2 separate regions of the Mus musculus genome follow, and region 2 is linked to region 1. Evidence: chromatin contacts called from public promoter capture Hi-C data. All regions are on one chromosome and are shown on one strand. Each heading gives the region's core, a stretch centred on a gene start, on an enhancer-like site or on the middle of the called end of the contact. The rest is flanking DNA. Distances are from core to core; before and after follow the strand shown.

Region 1 (7,542 bases), core at 3,732-6,231:
TATTGTATTTCTATACTGTCTGGACTTTGCTTCTGTTGAGTTGATATTGCTTCTGATTTGTCTTAAAGACTTTCTAGTGAGTTGTAAATTTTTATAAAACTGTTTGTCATGGGGCAAACTGCTTACCATGGTATTCATTCTCTTCACTCAGAAGGTAGTAAATGACAATCCCAAGGAAGATAAAGAAAGCCTTACCTTGGTGTTATAATTCCACATTCCATAGTGATCCAAAATTGCTCAGATAACTAGACAAAATGTTAACATGCATGTTGGAAGATGATCTGAGATAGTGTTTCCTTATTCCCTTTGTGTTAGGCCATTGTCAGTTGGTATGGATTTTTACCACTGTCAGAGACACTTTAAGACAAAGTGATTATCATGAATCTTTTCCCTCTTTCCAAATGGATTATTTTAAGACTCCTTGGGCATATACATATTCAAGCTTGAACCTATCCCACCCATCAAATACTTAGCTCAGCCTTTAAGCAATAAGAGGTGGTCTTCATTTATAAAGAAGGAAATGCCTTCTCACAAATAGCTGAAGCTGAAGGCAGGGCTTAGTAGACAAGATGACTTATATCCACATGCCTCTACACTCTGAAGAATGCTGCTTCCAGATTTAAATGGGTGCTAGCTAAGTTCTGGCTCCCTTTAGACTTGCTGTGATCCCTTTCAGACTATGCCTATGAAGATTAGAAATTGTTGTCACCCATAGATGAAATTTGTGTAGTAAATCCCTTGTGGCTTTAAAATGCTAAGTCTCCTTCACTACAAGCAAACTCCTGATGCTTAGTGACAGAATGAAGTGGTGTGGGCTTATTGTATAATAGTCATAAAATATACAGTGACTATTTACTATCTTGGCAAAGGGCCCCATAAAATAAAATTTATTTCAGGATTACAAATTTCTTTTTTAAAAAAGTTGTATCTGAACTAAACAAAAGGATGTTTTTCTGCCAATGTGAGCTTATTGTTTTTACTGATTCTCTCTGAATTTGATTTCCTATGCAAGTATGGGGGAAATAAATTTCTTTAATAGCAATGCTTTCCCTTCTACCAGGAAAGTTTCTGTTTGACACTACCTTAAATACATTCAATTACAGAAAATGCACTGTTAAGAAGTTTGTGCTTATTATCAACCTCTCATTGTACTTTGCTACAGTCTGTGGCTCCTTTGGAATGCGCCACGTATGTCTCTTATGCAGAAGTGATATTCCTTGAAGAAAAATCTGGGTATGTATGCTGCTAATGTACTCGCCAGAGTGCAGTAGGACTGAAACTGCCTCCTGCTCACTGACGCCAACGGATCCTGACAACTGGGATGAAGTGACTGTGATAGGTTTAATAAGAAAATTATTCATCAGAGATATGTATAGGTTTCGCAAGGGGTCTTATTCCTTTTCTTCTTTATAAAACACTTCACTCCCACCAATGATCATTTGAGCCTTGAGAGCAGAAATGTTGTTTAGCCTCCCACCACATCTTCAATGAATAAGTGTTTCACCTCTCCTTGCTATCAATCATCCATGTCTCAAATACTTTGATCAATAGGATCCAGCTCTCCTTATTCCATATTTGGAAACTGCGATGATCTCAGCCACATGAATCCTGAGAGTAGGTTTGCAGCAACAGAGGCACTGAGGATAGTTCTGTCTAATTTGTCAAATAACACTTATTTGTTCATCGTAATAGTATAAAATTAAACAGTCCTTTGTTTCATTTGTCAAATAACACTTATTATCTAACAACTGAAGAGTATAATTTCTGTAGGAAATTGCTAAGTGTCTAGCTGGCATTTTACATTTGCTTCTAGCTTGCATTCAGAAACCACTCATACCTCTTATTTTAGATGAATAGAGTATCCTCCCGTGGTAAGGATGGCAACGCAGACCTCTATTGCTCTGCTATTTTGACCATTTGCTTCTTTAACCCTGACTCAAATTATTAAAGACTTGAAAACAGCCGACAACAGGCTTTCAGAAATGGCTGGCACAAGTGTAGACCTGGCACTTTGCCTTCACTAACTTCAGTCTGCCAATTTGAAGCCATGTAGATCTGTTTGCTCTCTACTTTCTACTTGGTGTCCCTTCATATGATATTTTAAAGCTTGATTTGATTAGAATATTCCAAACAGGTTAATGATTTATATCCTCGTCATGGTGGTGCCTTGTGTGTCCTCTATTGAACTTTTTTACTAGATTTAAATTTGAGGTGAAACCCAATGTCTAGACTTTGAAATGCTCGGTAGTGAACTTTGTGCGTGCTCCTATTCTTGACATAAACAGAAAACTAGAGCGACTGATGCTCTAGGTGTGGCAATGCACATGCTCAGTCAAGATCTCTTATCAGCTTCTCACTGCTTACATATCAACTCTGTAGCCCATCTATGTGGATAGCTGGTCCCTTCCTTTGCATTCCCATTATGCAATGCCTTATGGGTGGGTGCCATGAGTCCTACCTCCCATCATTTTGTGTTAGAAGAAGGGAAGTTAATTTTGAAACTATTGTAAACAAATATTTGTAGTGTCAGTGTTGTAAAATCTAAGTTTAATAATGTGTGGGATAATATGAGGTTCCATCAGCCTGTATTCTGGGATTTCCATCTCTTTCATGGGTTTACAAATGAAGCTATACCAGATGGACTCTCAAGCAGGTATGAGTGCCTAACCTACACACCATGCCCAGGAATCCTGCTTAATGCCTATGTGTATAAAGAGGTCTGGCACGAACCTATAATAAAATTTATGCTTGAGTCCCTTTACCTAAATTAGGTGTAATTTCAAAAGATCTTTTTTCATATCATACCATTTTCTTTTTTTTTAATTGGATATTTTATTTATGTACATTTCAAATGTTATCCCCTTTCCCAATTCCCCCCCCAAAAAACCCTATCCCATTCCCCCCTCCTCCTGCTTCTATGAGGGTGTGCTCCCACCCACCTACCCTCTCCTGCCTCCCCACCCTTGCATTCCCCTACACTGGAGCATCAAGTCTTCACAGGGCCAAGGGCCCATTCTCTCATTAATGCCGGGGTGTCCAGATTTAATATTTTATCATTTTAGACTCTTTGGCTTTATTCTTTATATTATATTTTGAATACAACTCATCTTTATTCAACCTTGTAACTGAATATAAATGTTGACATAAACATGACCATGACTGTATGCAAACTATGACAACATAAAATGCAGTTCTGTAGTAAAACACTCTTAAAATAATAGAGATAACAGTTGCAGAGTGTTTTCCTGTCACCAACCTTTATTCCAAGTACTTGCTATCACTTATGCTTTTACAATAACTCTATTAGGTGAGATATATTCAAGCTCTTTGACATCTAAGGAAGCCAAGGCAGGGAGGAACTTGCTGAGCTAATGTAAGTATTAATGGGAGAGAAAGTCCTGAAACCAGATCTGTGTGATGGCTTTCCATTCTCAGAACTCACAACCTATCGAATCTGTACATGTTCCAAAGGGATACTGATGATCGAAGGCAGGCTGCAATCACCAGCAGCTGCACTACAGACCTCTTCAACTAAGCGACTGTAAAGAAGGATTGCCATTTTGCTTCTTGTCACAATTTACATCTGACAAAATGTCAGCTGCTGTTTGGATCACATGGTTTTCTCTTTGCATGAACCACCCAGCCTTGCCTTTGCTTTTCTTTACTAGAACAGCGACATTTGTTCTTCCTCCAAATCATCTGTTGCACCTACATCTGTTAGATCAGTTAACATACATCAACTTCTACAATTGGATTCATGATGCATCTCTCAACCTTTCTCATCCTTCCAAACCCAGTCCTAGCTATGTTATAAAGAATGATTTCACTAGTATCTTATACTGAAATCTTCAATTAAGCAAAAGACAAAATTATAATTCCTTAGTGTATCTTATATTGATTTTTTTCCCAAGCTAAATATTTAGCATCTTTGGGGAATGATATTATAGCTTTATACACAGAGAAAAATCATTAAGAAATGTTTGCTGCCTGATTTCTCCATGTTGGTGATAATGGTCATGTTTAAAATTGTTACTTGTGAATGGTATGCTGAGAACTTCCTGGGTTGAGGTTGGTGAGAATGTTGGGTAAAGATCCCTAAGCCAGAAACTCTTCCTTGTGTAAGATGTCTCTGCTCAGTTCTGAATATCATTCTGAAATCAAGAATAGTTCATTAAGAACAACTCTTTTCTTAGTTTAGATTGTTGAGTGTGTAGTTAAACCTCTCTTGTTTCTCTGCCTTTTTTCTCATCCTTGTACTCACTAAAGCCTTCTTCCCATTGCTTTCTTCCCACCCAGCTTCATCTCTACAATATGGACACAGCTCTGTGGGTTTCATTTTCAGTGTACCGTTCAGACATTTGTAGTAACAAACTTATCTATTTAATATCATGGCCAGTTTATCATTGTATGTTTTTCAAAGGAGTAAGACAGTAGTTGAACAAGTATGTTTTATAGTTGATGCTCAGTAGCCCATATCTAACTGCTCTTCTGAAATCTTCAAAGCACAACTTTGACTCTGTACTTGAAGTTCAGGTCTGTTAGTCTTATTTTTCAGTTATGTGTTACTAATCAAATCAATAGTTTATCTGTCCACTATAAAACTACTTTGTTTCAGAGATTAAAGGACTACTTCATAGTCATGCATCTACTCCAAATATATTTTCAAGTGTTCCTAGATCCAATACAAAGCATATTTAAACTGAACATGTCCTTCTCTAGACTGCTAGCTTAGTTCTAGGTTGCACTGAAAAATGCCTTGTTAATGTAAAATGTGTGAGAAGGGGAGAGAATTCTCTAAAGGAATGATCTTTAAAGGAAGGCTTTAGGCTGAGAGCTGGTCACCAGATACTGGTGGAGTAGAAACTTTCATGGTCATATTTAACTCCCTTCCTCCAGCCTTTGAGATCAGAGTTCTTAAACATCCTGTCTACACCACGTCCTGTCTACACCCTCACTGAAGTCCTTGACTATAATGAGGCACTCTCACTCTGATGTTGTCAGTTCTTATTTTGAAAACCAAATCCTGAGTATAGTTACCCTCTGACCCTTGTCACACAGTTTCTGAAAGGAAATTTTGTACATGATGTATTTCATTCTTTGCCCATACCTAGCTACTTAAGATTACTCTAACTGATGAATCCACATAATTCTATTATGCTTCTTCTTACCAGGCTCCCCAGCAACTGTCCCAAAATCCAGATGAACTGGTTGGTACAGCTTTTCTTCTGACCTTTTTGAAGCCTTTATCTTTAGGATGCATTTGCAGCTTTCTGTCCTGTTTTTTTCTGCAGCATCTATCTCCAGACTGCCCCTTTTGTTTGTCCTTCCATGCTCTGTCTATGATGCCTAGACTCTAACTTCAAGTTTGGACACTATCTGGGTGACCTGTCTATTGGTAGAGTTGGGGAATTAAAATCAGCAACCATCATTCTATTGGGGTCAATTTAATTTTCTATTTTATTTCTCTATTTTATCTGTAATGAAGCTTTATTAAAATAAATAAAATAGTATATTTTATTTCCCTTTATCTTTCAGCAGCAATATGATAATTTTGACTTTAGTTTTCAACTTTCTTCCTTTGATAACAGCATATGTACTATATAGAAACTTTACTGAATGTTTAACAAATGTATAAATAATGTTAGACAGAGGAAAAGAAACCATGCTTCCTTAAAAGTATTTATAAGAAGAAAAATCTATCAAGTCTATATTTTTCTCATTAAGCCTTAATAAAGTGAGGGGCATAGATAATACTACTCACATTTCACAGGGTTGAAAGTTGAGGTTTAAAGTATTTCACCTGACATCATATAGCTGATGAATTACTCAATTGTGATTTCTCTTTCAATTAATCTACAGTCCACACTTCATTCAATAGGACTCACAGCCAACCACTAGTGTCTAGATATCAGAGTAGAGTGAGACTCATCTTTGACATCATCATTGGTTTTGCATAAGAGTTATTATATTGATATATCATCAAATCAAGCATATTTTTAAAATACAATTGTAAGATGAGAGGTAAACATTTGTTTTTCTAGTATTAATATTTCAGAATAATTTCAGATTATTCTGATTCAAATGCTAGAGAATACAATTACTCACATAGCATTAAATACACAAAATATTAATTGCATAGATCTTGGGCTAAGATAAAATTTAGAAGGAGGTTCCTTTGGGATATTCTTGAGTTTAGGCTATTTACAGATACGGACTGATTAAAACCATGACACAAAACTTACTCCAATATATTTGTATTTCTTTACAATCATATCTAGGCACTAGCTCTTATTGTATAGTAATTTTCATAAATCTTCAAGTCTTTGGAAATTATTTCTGATGTCTAACAGGTATTAAAAAATTCTTTGTGTAATTTTGAGAGTACTATAGACTTCTAAGCTATATTCTTGATCCACATATAAAATGTCAGCTTATGCTAATTAGAAATCAAAGGTACCTATATAAAACAAGATTTTATGATTTTAAAATATTAATACTTGCAAATATTATCTAACACATCAATGTTATCATTTTATACATTACAATTAGAAGAAGGGACTGAGGTCTAGAATGATCTATTAACTCAATAAAGAACTGAGACACTTCTTCCTTATTTTTATGATTCCCAGGAAAAATAGAGGTTATGATGCTTTTGTGAAGTGCACTCATTAAAAAATAAATCAGTTCCATTGGGTTTTCATTGGCCAACAGAGATGGCAAATAAAATTGATGAGGTCAGGGTACAGGTCAAATACATGAGAATACCTTGGCTGAGTGCACCAATGCGGATGCTTGTAACATATAAGAAATGGTCTCATCATTTCTGTCAATTCTGTTAAGAAAAAACTGTATTTTGAATAAGCCACTTGAAATGTGTTTTTAAACCTTGCGGTCCCTAGTAAACACAGTCATATCCCATCCTTTTCTCTATGTAATTTCGACAAATGCAGTTGCTATTATTTGGCTGTCTTTGTTCCACAATTATAGGAGCACCATCTCCCCAGTGATAGCAGGATTTTGTCCTCTCTTGGTAATTCTCTTTTCTAAATATAGTAGCACCTGGCGTGTAGATCCTGGGGTGTGATTCAGTTGTGGAGTGAAAACTTAGCATGTGGGATACCCTGTGCTGAAACTCCCCAGCAGGTAAATAAGTAAGTCAGTAAATAAATAAATAAATAAATAAATAAATAAATAAATAAATACTAGAACTGACTTCAAATTGACAAATAAGTGGAAATAAGTGAGCTTCCTTTCTTCCTTATAAAGATTTGGAATAGACATCTCTGTAATTTTATTACTTTCATTCTAACATAATATACCTGATTTTTAAAATTCTCATCTTTCAAATAATAAAATTCTCATCTTTCAAATAATAAAAGCAACAGTTTTAAGAGAAACAATTATATTCAGTTTCAGGGAGGTCTTTACCACACCCAAACTCATGATTTTCTTCAAGTTGTTGTGTTTCTTTTTCAAATTAATCTGTTATTCAAGATGGATGTCTTATTTTCTCATTTGTTCTTTTTGATATTTGTGCCATAT
Region 2 (7,542 bases), core at 1,767-4,266, 220 kb before region 1:
GAATAAATGCAAACCAAGTGCTAAGCCAACCTTTCAGACAGTTGTCTTTCTTTAAGGAAATAGTGGTGGGGAATGGGGTGGGTATCATGTTTGATTACTCAGAAATAAGACCAGAAGGAGTGAAAACTTTCTTACCCTACAATATGTCTTTGTAAATGTGTTGGCAAAGTTAGATAGAATACAGGTGAGACTTTGTGTGTGTGTCCCCTCAACAAAACAGTGCCAAAACTAGGAGGAATTGTAGGTTTTCTAGGACTAAATCTCTGCAAAGAAGTGGATAAAAACAAACAAACAAACAAAAAAAAAAAAACAAAAGCAGGTTTAAAATACACTCACTGGTCCTCCCTAGCTACAGTTTCTTATCTCTGAGATCACTAGCACAATATAGAAAATATCAAAAGGAAAATGTATTATTATAGTCCTTCTATGTAATTGCTAGTTGGTATTTTTTATAATTTATGAGCCAAATTTATGTAAGTGGGTATATGTAAAACATATAGTAGATATACGATGTGGTATTCTCTATGGTTTTAATAGAGGTTTTATAATTTATTTTCATGGATTAGAAGGGGCTACTATAATATATAATTATATGATATATATTTGTATATGATGTCTATGCAATCTTCAAAAATGGCCTTCAGTGATCTTCTGAGAAAAGACTAAATACCACCTTCGCCCTTTAAGAGTTTTAAAACCCAAATTCCTCATTTGTTTAATGGGGTGAAAGCACCTCTGTTTTGAAGTCAACTGCCACTAACATTGTTGAACTTTCATACAGTGATCAGCATATGTTTTTTTTTAAATGATGATGTCACCATCAACAACAAAAGCCAGAGCCAGCAGCAGCAGCAGCCCTAGAAATAAGACTTTAATTAAAATAGATAGCTCTGCATTGCGTTACACATGCATAAATGCATAACTTTGAAGACACAGGCATTTAACTGTGTGGAAAAAATAGAGCCTTCAGTTGGTCTAAGTTGCAGTTAGAAATCCCTTCAGTAGCACAGGTACCAGTGAAGATAATCTTCCCAGTGAGCTCACTTGGATGGAGCACAGGGAGGAGCTAGAGAAAGCACCCAAGGAGCTGAAGGGATCTGCAACCCTATAGGTGGAACAACATTATGAACTAACCAGTATCCCGGAGCTCGTGACTCTAGCTGCATATGTAGCAGAAGATGGCCTAGTCGGCCATCACTGCAAAGAGAGGCCCATTGGTCTTGCAAACTTTATATGCCTCAGTACAGGGGAACGCCAGGGCCAAGAAGTGGGAGTGGGTGGGTAGGGGAGTGGGTGGGGGGAGGGTATGGGGGACTTTTGGTATAGCATTGGAAATGTAAATGAAGAAAATACCTAATAAAAAGAAAATCTACATAAATACATTTATGGATTATGACAGAAAAAAAAAGAAGTTTGTGGTGATTCTCTTATGAGATTCCCACACCCAGGCTTACATATATCATTTGCCTCTCCATGCCCTCCTTCCAATGCCGTTGCTTACCTAGCAAACACAGAAGTGGATGCTCACAATCAGCTATTGGATGGAGCACAGGGCCCCCAATGGAGGAGCTAGAGAATGTACCCAAGGAGCTAAAGGGATCTGCAACCCTATAGGAGGAACAACATTATGAACTAACCAGTACTCCTGAGCTCTTGACTCTAGCTGCATATGTAGCAGAAGATGGCCTAGTCGGCCATCACTGGAAAGAGAGGCCCATTGGACTTGCAAACTTTATATGCCCCAGTACAGGGGAATGCCAGGGCCAAAAAATGGGAGTGGGTGGGTAGGGAAGTGGGGGGGGGGACGGTGTGGGGGACTTTTGGGATAGCATTGGAAATGTAAATGAGGAAAATACCTAATTTAAAAAAAAATATATATATATATATATAAATACACTAAATTTCCTTTTAATACACCACACCCTTTCTTTCTCCCCTATGAAGACTTAATCTTTCCTAAGTATTGCATTTCTGAAAACATTGACCGGAGTGACACCCATGTCCCTGTAAACTCTGCTGACATTTCTGGGTAAGCTGTCCTTCATAAGCAGCCGCTCACACGTCAGGGTATCATTTCATATACTGGCTTTATTGTTCCAAATTTGGAAGAGTTACTCAAGATGATCAAATAAGAAGTACCATGTAGAAGATAAATGTATATCTAATGCTTTTCAAAGCTTCCTCACATTTTGCTTTATGAATTTTATCTAGCATGTGTGGAAAGTTAATGACTTTCTGTGACACTTGATAGTTACAGTATTCCAAAAACACTTAGAGTAGAACTTTCTGGTTCTTTTCGAAGAAGGAAAAGTGGTCCATGGCAACTGTGTGTTACTTGCACACTTTTTTTTATTGAATATTTTCTTTATTTACATTTCAAATGTTATCCCTTTTTCCAGTCCTCCTCCCCCAACACACACACTTTGAATTTGATTGTCAAACGATCTCCAACTTTGGTTAGGTTGTAGTCTAGTGATTTTTGATATTTGCTCATTGTTAGGCTCTGGGATAACTCTTTGGGTATTTCTTATTCTTTCAAACAAGCAAGAACACAGCCATAATTCATGTTTGAGGAGAAGGGTATAGGGTATGTGTATGTCTCTGACCTGGCCCATTTCAAAATTAGAGCAGATCTAGGAAAAACTTCTCATGTGGGAATGAAAATCACTCTATAACACACAGACTTAGCCTGGAGCCTGGGTAAGATGAAATACTAAAATTTCATACCTTTATATCTCTGTCACGGTATCTCTATCTATGCCTCTGTCAAGTAGTTCCTTTTATAAAAGTCTACTTTCTGTCTTGCAGAAGGAAGGGTTAGCATAGCAGAGAAATACAGAACAGAATAAGAAAAGCTATAAGCTCTAGGTCACCTGAGCTTAAAGATAGCCTGGGAGAAAGGGAACCTAAGACAGCTCTCTCAAACTAAGTAAAAGCAAGCCTGAGCAATTTCACTTCCCCCAGCAAGGCCTAACCCTAGCCTTGCGGCCTGAGCCCCTGGGCTGCATTTCCGGCAACCTCGGGCCACAATCCCCAGAGTAGGAAGCAAGCTGCAGGGCCACAGACCATCGGAACTAAAGGTCTGCAGGGGAAGTTGCAGGCAGGGCTGGCCACTGCAGCTCCCAGGCTCCAACCTCCCGCAATGCTTCCTGTGGCTTCTGGCACTAGGGGTAGCACCCAGGATCTGTTCCAGGTTGGCCTAGCACCTCCAGGTGGGTGGTCTCATGTTTGTCAGGGCTTTGGGTGGAGGGTACATGATGACCCTGGAGTCCTTCTGAGACTAAGGGCCACCAGTAGACAGTTTGCCCTGGGAGCTACCAAGACCTGGGTGTCTTTAAACCTGGGGGTGGGGTGGGGGCTTCTCTACTTTTGAAAATCACTTTGCACCCAGCTTTAATGCTAGATCTCATCTGAAATGTATATACATGGAGCAAAATGCCTCGTTTGAAGCATCCTTGCCCATTCCCCTGCCCCGGATCAGTCTGTATAAAACCAACTCCCTGGAACCATGAGCTCCTAAATGAGAAAAAGGAACGGAGTCAACTTGGTTGACTATGTCAGATAGTTTACATTTTCAAATGACTGCTGAGGTGCTTGGTTTGAGTTCCTTTTGGTTTTATTTTTAAATGCATGTGAAGTTCCAGAATAAGCATTAAAAACTTAGCTTTGGTAAAGAGATTTCACCAGAATATTAACATGATTATAGGAGGTGTTCCTGGTGAGTTATACAGCAAGAAATTGTAGCCTGAAATTATTTTAATTTACTAATCAGAATTAAAATTCTCATAACATTTTTATTTTTATTGTATTTTATTAACTTTATTTTAGGTAGGATCTTTTGGCTTTAGTTGTTTTTAGGGTCTGATACACTTATTTTATTAGATATTTTCTTTATTTACATTTCCAATTCTATCCCGAAAGTTCCCTATACCCTCCCCCTGCCCTGCTCCCCTACCCACCCACTCCCATTTCTTGGCTCTGGCATTCCCCTGTACTGAGGCATATAAAGTTTGCAATACTAATGGGCCTCTCTTCCCAATGATGACCGACTAGGCCATCTTCTGCTACATATGCAGCTAGAGACATGAGCTCCGGGGTGTACTGGTTAGTACATATTGTTGTTCCACCTATAGGGTTGCAGACCCCTTTCAGCTCCTTTGGTGCATTCTCTAGTTTCTCCATTGGGGGCCCTGTGTTCCATCCTATAGATGACTGTGAGCATCCACTTCTGTATTTGCCATGCACTGGCATAGCCTCATACGAGACAGCTATATCAGGGTCCGTTCAGCAAAATCTTGCTGGCATACGCAATAGTGTCTGAGATACACTTTTAATAAATGTGAACGGTTGTTTTTTTTCCATTAAAATGGGGAATGTATCTATAACAATGGAAGATGGCCTGAGACCCTCTGGTACCAGTGATGTGGGAAAACTGTACCATTTTAAATTCCGGACCATGGCTTTTGTCACCACTGCATAGCTCAGGATCTGTGGCAAAGTAGCCTTTGCAAGCAAACAGGCAGAAACAACTCATCTTTTGGACCTTGAACAAGAGACCTCTTTTGTAATTTCTATTTAACAGCTGAGTTTAATAGAACATGTTGGAATATGCCTTTTGTGTCAATGAACCTTGTGTTAGTGTCTAGAGACAGTGGTTATTTTGAGCAACATGGGTAAGATGAGGAAACATTCATGTCTTGCTGAGTATTCTTGCTCCTCCGTGTCCTCTCTTTGGTCCTTCTCAATACAGTAATTAGCACTTGCTTCAGCTTCTTTCTTATGGACTGGAAAGTCATCCCCCTCCCCCACAAGATTTAACCCAAGCCCAATTCATTAATGCAAGTTGTCTTTTAAGTCAACAGATTCTCTTCTTATTAGTTAAATTTGTTATTCTACAGTTTTGTAAGTGTATGCAACACTTAGGGCCCAGTTTCATCCTCTGCCTCTCCCTGAACCCATCTTTTTCATGTCCCCCCCACCCCAAATCTCACTCTTGTGTTCATGTCTGCTTCTTTCATTTTGTGAACCTCAGAGATTAATCAGGTCCCATGTAACCATGAGTTTGAAGCTATCCTTGGTGGCTGGTCACTCAGTAGTAGGTAGCCAATTCAAGATGGTGACTCCCGTCTCTCAGGAAGAGGAAGGGCTCACAGGGCGTCCTAGTCTCTTGACTCTGTTTATGAAGTGGAGATTACGTGAGACATTTTTCTCAGCACAGGGTTGACTTTAGCTTAATGTGCTACATGGATGAGGGGGCTCAGTTAGGTCAACTGCATCCCTTCTGAGAAGAGAAAACTGCTGCATAGGAGCTACTTCCCACACAAGCGGTATCAGAAGGTCAGTAGCTCCGCAGCCACTATGTGTCTCCTCACTAGAGCTGTGTATCAAGCAGTATGAAGTAGTAAGCATGCTTTGACACCCATGAAGGCATTACTAGTAATGAACACATCCACACATCCTGCCATTGGAGTTAAAGTCACCATTATGTATCTGTTACCCCTTCAGTGGCAGATGGCAAATTTTAATAACCAGGGCTAGGGCAACAGTCTAATCAGTAGACAAAATGTGCAGTGAATAGGAATTGGGTTAAGAATATGTCTTTTGATTTATATTTAACTAGATATGGTTGAAAAATGTCAAAAGGGGATCTTGCCTCTGTTTCATCCTAAAACAAATGTTTCTTCTTATTATTATTTTTTAACTGCTAATGCCAGGTATGGTGGTGCAGTCTGAGTTTAAGGCCAGACAGGTCTACAGAAAGGTTTCAGGACAACTATGGCTGCACAAACAAACCCTATATTGAAAAACAAACCAAGATACAAAAAAATAAATAAATAAAAATAAAAACAACACAACAAACCAAAACCAAGCCAACCCAAACCAAAACAAAAGACCAAAAATCTACTACCTTCCTTTGGATCTATTCATTAAAGTTCAAATTATTTGTCCCATACCTTAAACAGTTTTCATTGGCATTATTGGTTTTGTGATCCATGTGAAAGCAGAAAACATTAAAGATTAGAATCAATGTGTGTTCTTACTCACAGTGTGCTCTGTTTGTAGCCACAACTTTTGTGGAGCACAGCTGCCCAAGTCTCTCCCTCTGCATTCAATGGATTCACAGCTCTTTCACAAACTCTAATCCAGGTTTATCCTACCCAGCAAACCCCTGGTCCCACCCTGGTACCAGGAAAAACTTGATTTCGTTAAAGTAAGGATTCCGATTAGGTCACGTGATCTGAGAATTAAAGAAGGAAGCCACTTTAGACAGTTTTCACTGAAGTGTGAAATAATTCAGTAATGTGTAATCACTAAGAGGTGAGGCCTAAGCGTCAGGATGACAGGGTGACCCTGGAATAGAAGAGGGACTTTTCTACTGCCCATACTTTAATGAGCACTGCCCACCTGGGATGCTTCCAGATGCAGACTGTCTCACACCCAACTTCTGATTTACCTTCACTGTGATCATGGGTAACCCATGTCAGTCCTTTATTAAAAAGCAAAATCCAGAGAAACAGCAATACATGCTTGGAAGTTGTTTTTGAGAAGTAAACGAGAACATGCAGGTGACATCCTCACTCAGGTGCCGTGGATGTCTATTTAATTCGTAGATAGTCATGTGATAGTGCTGTGTTTGCCTATTTAAAAGATATGTTCTTGCTGGGCATCAGGGTTCAGGCTGTTAGTACCATCCCACGGTAGGCTAAGGTAAGGGATAAGCCTGGGCTACATAAGAGATTCCAGGGCACCTAAGTTAATGATGAATCCCTGTCTCAAACAAATAGAGAAACAAAAAGTTTACATTGAGAAACTTTCTCCTGTGGATTGGTAGACAACTTCATGACTAAGCAACTTTCAAGATGGGAAATTTAGAAGGCATGACTTCCTGTGTGAGATACTGCCATGTCTGTGGGAAAATGCGTGGTTAGCACTTCTAGGAAAAGAAGCAGAGGTACCCAGAGTGAGAAGAACCAAGTGCAGATGTATTCAAAGAGTATGAAACTGGAGCAGTTTTCACAGAATTCAAACAAGGATTTAATAGGTCAAAAAGAGTGCACGATCCACTTTCCTTGCTCACGGTGCCAGTTGTGACCTAGTTTAGTTCATATATAATATAGGGGAAAGTTAAGTCTCAAATACTGTGGGATATTTTAAACTGTTTGAAGAGGAATAATCTGCTTTCTCAAGGTATTTACTGCTGGTTTAAAAGCACTTCCAATTTAATCCAGGAATTGGTAGCATAGGCCTTTTGATCCCAATGGGAGGAGGATAGAGGCAGACAGGTCAATCTGAATTCATGGCCAGCCTGATCAACTTAGTGAGATCCAGGACAGTTAGGATGACACAGTGAGACTCTGGTCTCAGTGGGTAAAGTCACTTGCTACCAAACATACTGACCTTAGTAGTATCTAGAATCCACATAGAACTGACTCCAACAGTTATCCTCCGTTCTCCATACACATGTGTCATGACACATACAACAGTGTACATATGCAGAGACACAGTATATGTCTAAAAAAATTAGAAAGTAAAAAAAGTCAT

Evidence for each region. Promoter capture Hi-C pulls out the DNA fragments that hold promoters and counts their contacts.
Region 2: a contact with region 1 is called in a promoter capture Hi-C map of pre-B cells, with 2.2 times the contacts expected there. The contact joins the promoter of Bank1 here to the enhancer-like site in region 1. A contact is called at or near these places in 5 of 39 promoter capture datasets (the 3T3-L1 cell line, 3T3-L1-derived adipocytes, cranial neural crest and 1 more), 1 of 15 datasets of contacts at CTCF or cohesin (pro-B cells), 2 of 484 Hi-C or Micro-C datasets (B cells and nephron progenitors), 1 of 115 datasets of contacts at active chromatin or transcription factors (the 230-238 cell line) and 2 of 9 other capture datasets (adipose tissue and liver).

The regions. Positions count from the first base shown.
Region 1 is chr3:136,104,065-136,111,606 of GRCm38.p6, reverse strand. The region is part of intron 7 of Bank1 (B cell scaffold protein with ankyrin repeats 1); the gene reads left to right. Among named protein-coding and RNA genes, the nearest start is that of Gm31243, 210 kb to the right of the region's middle. Within about 2 kb of position 4,981, at least 12 of the 459 cell types and tissues checked have an H3K27ac peak or open chromatin away from gene starts, as enhancers often do. A contact at or near this core is called in the 230-238 cell line, pre-B cells and pro-B cells, where this site is marked.
Region 2 is chr3:136,321,540-136,329,081 of GRCm38.p6, reverse strand. Bank1 (B cell scaffold protein with ankyrin repeats 1) reads left to right here and starts at 3,016. Exons shown (of 17, transcript NM_001033350.3): 1 at 3,016-3,212. The coding sequence starts at 3,143.